Linked DNA regions of Oryctolagus cuniculus: region 1 is linked to region 2. The links are chromatin contacts, called in public Micro-C maps. All regions are on one chromosome and are shown on one strand. The core of a region is the stretch at or near the end of the contact, and the rest is flanking DNA. Distances in the headings are between cores, read along the strand shown. Region 1 holds the start of MRPL41 (mitochondrial ribosomal protein L41). Region 2 holds the start of TOR4A (torsin family 4 member A).

The links. Hi-C and Micro-C count contacts between places; a contact is called where the count stands out from the background.
Region 1: a contact with region 2 is called in a Micro-C map of ear pinna, with 3 times the contacts expected there. The contact joins the promoter of MRPL41 here to the promoter of TOR4A in region 2. A contact is called at or near these places in 2 of 6 Hi-C or Micro-C datasets (ear pinna and an unstated tissue).

The regions. Positions count from the first base shown.
Region 1 is chr1:237,703,228-237,707,494 of mOryCun1.1, forward strand. MRPL41 (mitochondrial ribosomal protein L41) reads left to right here and starts at 2,021. Exons shown (of 1, transcript XM_002723053.5): 1 at 2,021-2,486. The coding sequence starts at 2,021. The coding sequence ends at 2,428. PNPLA7 (patatin like phospholipase domain containing 7) reads right to left here and starts at 1,207. Exons shown (of 39, transcript XM_051838879.2): 1 at 1,069-1,207. The coding sequence starts at 1,095. DPH7 (diphthamide biosynthesis 7) reads right to left here. Exons shown (of 8, transcript XM_070059708.1): 8 at 3,023-4,046. The coding sequence ends at 3,535.
Region 2 is chr1:237,530,584-237,535,113 of mOryCun1.1, forward strand. It overlaps TOR4A (torsin family 4 member A), which reads left to right and starts at 3,167. Exons shown (of 2, transcript XM_070059600.1): 1 at 3,167-4,285. It overlaps NELFB (negative elongation factor complex member B), which reads left to right. Exons shown (of 13, transcript XM_051838902.2): 11 at 1,243-1,384; 12 at 1,467-1,575; 13 at 1,656-2,178. The coding sequence ends at 1,802.

The DNA of each region.
Region 1 (4,267 bases), core at 771-3,270, 170 kb after region 2:
CGTTGCAAGGTGACCTGATCTTAAGGCAGCACTGTCGCTGACATAAAGACGCCGTCTAGGCAAGGTGTCAATCAGGAAATGAAAGGGCTGGATTTTCCCTGCAGTGTCTGCCCCTAGCCCTGCACCCTAACTCCTCTCCCTCCCTCCTAATCCAGCACAGCTGCTTTCCCATGATGCACCCGAGTCCCCTCCGGCACCAACAGGACACCATGAACACGCGTCAGAGGAGATGCCATGACCCCCACCCAAACTCCACCCTTACCCCATAAAGGGGTCCACTAAACCGGGGGCAGCTCTGCGTCCTCACAGACTCTCCTCTCTTCCCCTTAGGCAGCCTCCTGTCCAGCGGCAAAAGCCTGGAATAAAATACCCGGGAAACATATTCCCACAACTCCTCCAGGCTCAGCTCCCAAACAGGCCCCAAGTGGGGGCATGACAGCACCACAACCACGCCCTTCACTTAAGTAACCGCTGTCCCTCTGAGCCGTGACCATGAGGTCTGTCTACCAAGGAAAGGCCGATCACATGGGCAGCCCTAACCTCTTCCCGTCAGCCTTTTCTAGCTTTTTTTTTTTTTTAATATTTTTTTTATTTGAAAGGCAGAATTAAGAGTTCTTCCATCTGCTGGTCCACTCCCCAGATGGCCACAACAGCTAGGGCTGGGGGAGCCGGAAGCTTCAGCGGAGTCTCCCAGGTGGGTGCAGGGGTCCAGGCACTTGGACCATCTCTACCGCTTTCCCAGGCGCGTTAGCAGGGAGCTGGATTGGAAGTGGAGCAGCTGGGACTCGAACCCGTGCCCACATGGGATGGCGGTGCTGCAGGCCGCGGCTGAAGCCCTCTGCACCATATTGGCAGCCCCAGGCTTTTCTAGCTCCGGAGATTGTCTTAAGGGGTCTAATTCCCGGCTCGTGAGTAAACGCTTCGCGGTGCGGCTACAGATTGGGACAGCGACACTGCACAAAACCAGCGCTGCAAGTCGCAGAGGGAACCACCACGCAGAGCGTGAGCGGGCCGCGGTCCCGCCTCGGCGCCCGGCGGCCTCCTCACGCCCCGTACCCACCTACCCACCTCCGGGCAGGCCTCTTCCTCCTCCATAGCTGAAGGGGCGGCACCTGGGCGGCCGCGGGGTCAGCCCTCCCCGGGGGCTCCCCAGGCCAGATTAGGTTTGCACGGGAAGTCTGCAGCACACTCTGCTCTCTGAAGAGAAACTGCCTGGCTCAGAGCCCGTCCCTCCGTCAGCAGCCCTCACGTGGCCAGCGGGGAAACGAGTCACTGGGCGCAGCGCCGGGCAGGTCCAGGCAGGGTCCGGGCGGCCCCGCCAGGCCTAGGGCAGCTGCGCGCGAGTTTGTCCCTCTCCAGGGCCGGGGCGGGGCCTAGGGCTGAGGAGGGACAGGACCCAGCGCGGTCGGACTCGGGGGACCCAAACGATGACCTCGGGGACCACGACGGCCCTGGGAGCCCCGCAGGCCGGGCGCGCGGTGAAAGAGGACCCCGGCCCTCAGGAGGTGCTCGGGGCAGGCAGGGCGGCTGCGCACTCCGCCCGCGCGCCCCGCCTCAGGCTGTCACTGGAACTGAGGCGGCGCGGAGCGCGGAGGACGCCCGCGGCCGCGCGTCCCGGCTCAGGGCGAGGGCCTGAGGGCGCCCCTGCCCTCAGCGCCTCAGCCCGGGAGCGCCACCCCCGCCCCAGAGCGCCTCGGCCCGGAGCAGCGCCCTCGGGCGCGGGGCGGTGACTCGGGTCCCGCGCGCCCGCGCCCGACTCCGGACCTCTCCGCGCATTGGCTGAGGCCCTTGCGGCCACGCCCGCTGGCGGCGGCGGCAGCCAATCGAAGACGCCCTTGCTGCGTGGTGCCGGCGGCCGGAAGCGGAGCGAGGCGGTGGCCGGGGTCGCGCTGCACGGACCGAGTGGGAGCGGCGGGCCGCGTCTCCGTCCAGGTGGGTGCGCGCGCGGGGTCCGCGCCCCGGCAGCTCGGCGGGTGGCCGTGACCGTGGGTCTCACAGCTCATCTCGTCGCAGGGCACGCATGGGCATCCTGACCGCGGTGACCCGGGGCCTGGTCCGCGGTGCGGACCGCATGAGCCAGTGGACGAGCAAGCGCGGGCCGCGCACCTTCAACAAGGGCCGCGGCGCCAAGGGCACCGGCGTGCGCGCCTCGGGCGGGAGGTTCGTGCCGGTGAAGGAGATGGCTCCGGAGTTCGTGGTGCCGGACCTGGCCGGCTTCAAGCTCAAGCCCTACGTGTCCTACCGCGCCCCCGCGGGCGCCGACGAGCCCCTGACGGCCAAAGCGCTGTTCCTGGACACCGCGGCCCCTGCGATCGAGAAGGACTTTCGAGAAGGTGCTTTCGACCCCGAGAACTTGGAGAAGTACGGCTTCGAGCGCACCCAGGAGGGCAAGCTCTTCCAGCTGTACCCCAAGAACTTCCCGCGCTGACTCCCGCCCCGGGGGCCTTCCCGCGCCCCTTGTCCATTAAAAGCCCTTCGCGTCCCCACGGGGTGTCTGTGTGGGTGGCATCAGGTCACGTGGTCACGCGGCAGATTCCACTCACTGCCCAGGCAGGCCACGCGGGACCACAGCTCGGCTTGGTGAAAGGTCGTCCTGGGCCCGAGGTAGGGATGCAGGGAAGTCTGGACAGCCCGGGCTGCTGGCATTCCGCACTTCAGCCACGCAGCTCCTCCCAGACAAGACATCAGGGGCATCCCAGTTACTCCACAGTGAGGAGTGGGTGCCCTGTAGACGGCCCACATCGCAGGCTAATGATCCCAGCACAACCCAGAAGCCTCCCTGTCTTCCCGTCGCTCATCTGCATAGTTTCATGGTTCCACGATGTGATTTAAAATTTGAGACCAAGAGTTCCCATCTATTGATTTACCCACCATATGCTCACAACAGCCAAAGCCAGGAGCCACAAACTCCATCTGGACCTCCCATGTAGGTGGCAGGGGTCCAGGTAACTTGGGACTTCGCCTACTGCTTCCCAAGTTGTGTATTTGCAGGAAGCAGGAGCTAAGACTCCAACTGAGACACTTTAAAAATATATATATATTTATTTGAGTTATAAAGAGATACAGAGGTCTTCCACCCACTGGTTCACTCCCCAAATGGCTGCAACAGCTGGCACTGGGCCATGCTGGAGCCAGGCGCTTCATCTGGCTCTCCGATGTGGGTGCAGGGGGGGCCCAAGCACTTGGACCATCCTCCCCTGCTTTGCCTGGTGCATTTCCAGGGAACTGGGTTGGAAGTGGAGCAGCCAGGACTCGAACCTGTGCCCACACGGGACTCCATAATAAGCGGCAGCTTTACCTGCTAAGCCACAACACCAGCCCCAAGGCAGCCACTCTGATGTGCATCATGGGTGTCCCAAATGCCTACTCCAAGGTGGCCTTTTAATGTCCATCCAGAGTTACTTCTGACGTAACAGTAACTTCTCGGGCTTGTTTTAATTAACATAAGCCAAAGGGCTGAAGGTCAACATCACCTGAGAAGTAACAAGCTGTGGGCTGGTGCCCCAGTCCCTGCCAGGTAGACACCAGGGCTCTTCAGTGGTCCTGCAGGGAAGCCTTGCTGACAGACGCTGGCCGCCTGCATTGGGCAGTTTCCTCAGCGTGGCTGGGGGGAGGGTCTTGAGCTCCGTTCACTTCCCATTTCCAAAGGTGGAGAACGTGATCATAGAATGAACAGGTGGCCAGGAGGCTGCCATCCAAGTTTGCCTCTTGCAGGTCAGGGTCACAGTTGCACGCCTTGGCTGTGGCGTGCAGCTGACTGCCATTGCTGCTCATCTCTGTGAGCGGTAGGAGAGAGGCCAGTGGGTTGACTGTGCCTGGGGATCTTGCGTGGTCCTCCCCCTTACTGGCCACTAGGTGGTCGAGAGAGGGCCCCGGGGGCTTGTTTGTGGCTGTGTCTGCTGGTCTGGCTCCCTCGTTGCTGCGTGGAAAGGCCGATGAGGAGGGCCCGGGCTGTGGTGAACAGGACGGGAGCCAGGACCAGTCGGCCCCATATACCAGCGAGTTGGGCATCGTGTGGGACACCAAGACTGTTGCCTCCTGCTTCTCTGGAGCGAGAGACAAGAGCACAGAGAAATACAATGTCACAAGTGGTCAAGTCCCCAGGTGGCCCCTGTCCACCCTTCAAGGGAGACCCCAACCTGAGCAGCCCCTCCCTTACGAATAGTTTACTGGGCAGCAGCAAACTTTACTTTCTGTGTCCTGCAAAGGAATCAGGATGTGGACAGGTGGCAAAGAAAGCCAGACGTCGCTTGCAGTGCTGGGTGTG
Region 2 (4,530 bases), core at 1,917-4,416:
ACGTGGGGCAGGGGCCCAAGCACTGGGCCATCACTGCTGCTCTCCCGGGTCATAGCAGAGAGCTGGATTGGAAGTGGAGCAGCCGGGACTTGAACCAGCGTCCACATGGGATGCCGGCATCGCAGGCAGCAGCTCAGCCTGTGCCACGGTGCCGGGCCGTTCCATGTGTCTCAGACTTTTAGGAAGTGTGCATGTGTGCGTGGGTGTGTCAGGTGTTCTGTAAACGCACCTGAAGAGAGCGTGTGTCTGGCTCCCCGGCCGAGGCTGTGGTCTGGCGTGAGAAGCAGGAAGCCCAGTGCGGGCGCACCTGTCCCGGCGGCCAGGCCTGCCCTGCTTTCTAGCTGCTTATTGTGGGATTTGAACAAACACAGAGCCAGAGCATGCGCTGTGGCGAAGGGCCGGTGTCGGTGCCGTCGCTGCGTGCCGATGTCACCATGAGGGGCCCCCAGGGGCCGGCGCAGTGGCACAGCCGAGGCGCTGCTCACGGTGCCGAGGTCCCGGCAGAGTGCCGGTCTTCCTGCAGAGCAGCCGGGGGGGTCAGTGACAGCCGAGGGCGGGCCTGCCCCCACGGGGGGCCCGGGTGGGGCTCCTGGCTCTGGCTCCGGCCATCTGGGCCGTGAACCAGTGGGTGGACAATCTCTGTGCTCCACCTTTCAGATAAATAAATGTAACCCTTAAACTGACCACAGGCTGAGGTCCTGATGAGGCACGACTGCCGGTGGCCTCGAGTTAGCCGAGGGGGGTGTGGCCTGCTGGTTATGTAGAGGCGAGGGGTGTGGCCTGCTGGACCCATTCCGCTCAGGGCCTGAGTCTTGGGGATGCTGGGGTCATCGCGGGGTCGGGGTCAGATGGGGTCAGATCTGCCCTCTGCTCCCTGCCCAGGTGTGGCTCCCAGGTTCCAGGGGTGGGGGACCCTTGTGCTGTGTGGGCCTGGGCTGAGTCCTTGTGGAGTGAGGCTCACTTCATACTGTGTGGGGGTGGTCTCTGCCCTTGCTGGGTCCCACCACAGCGTGGGCCAGGCTGGTGCTGTGCGCTCGGAAGCTGTCCGTCAGCAGCCGTGGGCGGAGCCTCTGTCCTCTGCCCCGCCCCCCAGCTATAGCCCTGCATCACTGGGTGGGGTCCCGGCCCCCCACGCCCTGATCTCAGGACCCCCAGACGTGGGTGCTGCCGCTGGGCTCCCCAGGGCGGCCCGCGGGCGGAGGCGCCTGGGCCGGGCCTCACCCACGCCTGCGGGGGTTGCAGTGGAGACGTTCGGGGACCTGGCGTTCAGCGACATCTTCCTGCACCTGCTCACCGGCAACCTGGCGCTGCTGGCGGACGAGTTTGCCCTGGAGGATTTCTGCAGCAGCCTGTTCGACGGCTTCCTCCTCACCGCCTCGCCCAGGTAGGCTGCCGCCGGGGGGGGGGGCTGGGCGTTCCGGGGGGGCGTTCCGGGGGGGCCAGGGTCTGCTGCCCCTCCCTTGCAGGAAGGAGAACGTGCACCGGCACGTGCTGCGGCTGCTCCTGCACCTGCACCCCAGGGTGGCCCCCGCCAAGCTGCAGGCCCTGCAGAAGGCCCTGGAGCCCACGGGCCAGGTGGGTGCCGGCCGGGCGGCGCTGGCGGCGGGGTGTGGTGGGCCCCGCCGGGCCTGAGCGCCGACGTGGTTTTCCTGCAGAGCGGGGAGGCGGTAAAGGAACTTTACTCGCAGCTCGGAGAGAAGCTGGAGCAGCTGGACCACCGCAAGTCCAGCCCTGCCCAGGCCCCGGAGACGCCGGCCCTGGAGCTGCCCCTCGCCCACGTGCCGGCCCCGGCTGGGCTCTGAGGCCGCTGTGCAGCTGGGCTCCTTCCACCCTTCCCGCGCCTCCGCCCACCTGGGGCCGTGTGGGGGACGGTGGCTGCTGGGCACGGGAGATCTGGGTTCTGCCCTCGGGGGGCACGGGGGTTGGGGGTCCTGCCTTGCCTTTCAGGTGCTCACGGCTGGCCTGTGGTCTGGGGTGGAGCCCGGGTGAGGCTTCGGGGGATGGGGGGTGGAGGGGTCCACCTGCATTGCCAGACCAAAGCCGGACCTTTGCTGGGGTCTGGCGGTGGAGCCCTCCCTCCGTGTCCTGAGCCCACCTGGGCCCTGGACTCCCTGCTCAGCCCGGGGGCAGCGGCGCATGGGGAGGCCTCACTCATGTAAATAAAGGTGTTTTGGTACACAGGGGCGTGAGGTGTCTGCTGGTGTCGGGCAGTGCGGTGGACACAGCCAGCTCTCCTGGCCGTGGCCGTGGCTGCTCAGCCCGGGGTGGTTTATGGGCCAGGCCCACAGGAAGACCCCAGACCCCAGGGCTTGTCTCCGAGGGCCTGGTGATGGCCCCTCGCTGCCAGTGCCGGGGGTGTGCCCAGGACACGGCTCCCGCAGTGGCAGCTCCCAGTGCCCTCCTGGGTAACTCTGGCAGGGGAGGGCATGGCCTCCTTGAAGTGGAGCCCCTGGGCTGTCTCTGCCGCGCTGGCTTCACGTGGGCACCAGGGCGAGTCCCGGCTGCTCCACTTCCCAGCCAGCTCCCTGCTGTGGCCTGGCGGAAGTGGCGGAGTGGCCGTGCTTGGTCCCCGCTCCCACGTGCGAGACCTGGAAGGCGCTCCTGGCGTCAGCCTTGCCCCCCCCCCCCCCCCCGGTGTTGTGGCCGTTTGGGGGGTGAGCCATGGAAGACAGCTGTCTGCCTCAGCCGTTCAAGGAAAACCAGGAAAAGTGGAACCCCAGCCGTGGCTGCCCAGTGGCTGGTCCTCCTGCACCACTGTGGGTGGGGTCAGGAGCCCTCAGCCTGGCGCCCAGGGTTTGCCCCTCCCCCACACTGCTCAGGTGGGGACCAGGCCCTGTTGTCCTCCTCAATCTGCAGGGTGGGCAGGCGGGGCCCAGGGCCTCCCCGAGCGACTGTTACGGGAGACGGGGGTCTCCGGGAGGGGATTGGAGTTGGGGTGTGACTACAGCTCACCTGTGGTGTCAGCCATAAACATGGCCAAGGGGGAGAGGAGCCCCGGTGCCCCGACCTGCAGAGGGCAGAGCTGGCGGCCGGGGGGCCCAGGGAGTGGTCAGTGTGGCCTGGCTCCTCCAGCCTCGCTCCGGGTTTCAGGGGGGTCCTGCTGACCGCGGGTGGGGGGACTGAGGCCTGGGGGTCTGTGGGGGAGGAGTGGGATGAGGGAGTGGACAGAGGAGCTTAGGGGAGCACAGGGAGCTGGAGGAGGCCAGGCCCGCCGTGTGGAGCGAAGTCTCCAGACACTGGGGGATGGGGAGTGGGGGCGCTGCTCTCCTCCAGGTGGGGTGGGGGTCCTCAGAGGAGGCTGCAGATGCAGGGTGCAGGGAGGACTATGGGTGGGACGCGGCCATGCCTGCTGGGCAGTCCTGGGCCCAGGGTTGGGGGTGCTGGCAGCATGTGGGGCAGGGAGTGCAGGGCTCAGGTCATGGGGCAGGCCGCCTGGGGCGCGACCCCTGCCCACTGCAGAGGGTTTGTCAATCAAGCAGGGGCAGCTCCCCTCAGTGGGTCCCCTGGGGGCGCCTGCTTCTGCCCTAGGGTTCCCACCGCAGCCTGGGTCCTGTCAGAAGCAGCTCCTAGAGGAAGCTGGAGGCCCGGGAAGGGGCGGCTGGGCCAGGGCCACCTGTGACTCCCCGTGGGGAGGCCCCCGGGGGGCGGGAACTGACCGGCAGGCCTGTGCTCCCGAGCTCCGGAGTGGGAGTGCAGGGCCAGCTGGACTGGTCTGGTCAGACAGGGCTGCAGTGGGTCCTTGAGTGTGGGGGATGGGCCTGGGCGGTCCTAAATTCACTCCCAGGCCTCACAGGGGCCGGGGAGCACAGGCCCAGGCCTTCCCTTCCAGTGTGTGCTGTCCTGGGAGAGGAGGTGCTCAGCTGGGCACAGGGCCTGCTGTCCCCTCGTGTTCAGGCTGCTGGGAGCCCCGGTGGTCCTGTCAGGGCCTGGCCAGGGTCTGTGGAGGTGCCCCAGGCCTGAGTGAGACAGGGGGCTCGCCTGGGAGCACAGGGCAGAGGGGAGGTGGCCTCCGGCCAGGCCTCCCCCTCGGGCGCCTCGTCCAGCCCAAGTCCCGCCCCCGCCGCACCCCCTGACTCACTTCCTCCCCTGAGAAGCGGAAACCTCCCGGGAGCTTCCTCTGCCGGACACTGCCAGGGGCCTGCAGGTGCCGCTGCCCCTCCGGCCGGAGCTGGCCCGGGAGGCCCCTGACCTGCCACCGGGATCCAGTATTTCCTGATTCTGGTGTCCGGCCTGGGCCCGGAACCGCGGAGCTGGGGGGCGGGTCCCCACACCCACGCAGCCGCAGGTACGCAGGGTGGGTTGGGGGTCCGGTTGCAGGCGGCTTCAGCCGGCAGGGGCTCCTCCTCTGGTCCATCATTCCGCCCACCCCTAGCCCCCTGAGGGGGCTCCCTACACAGATGCTTAAGGACCCCAGGTTGGGGGGGTCTTGGGGGCAGGGCGGGGGTCAAAGCCTCCAGGCCGCCCCCGCCCCAGGGTTCCTGGGTGGGTGTGTGTTGGGGGGGCTTCCTTTGCCCCCGCCTTAGGGCCTGG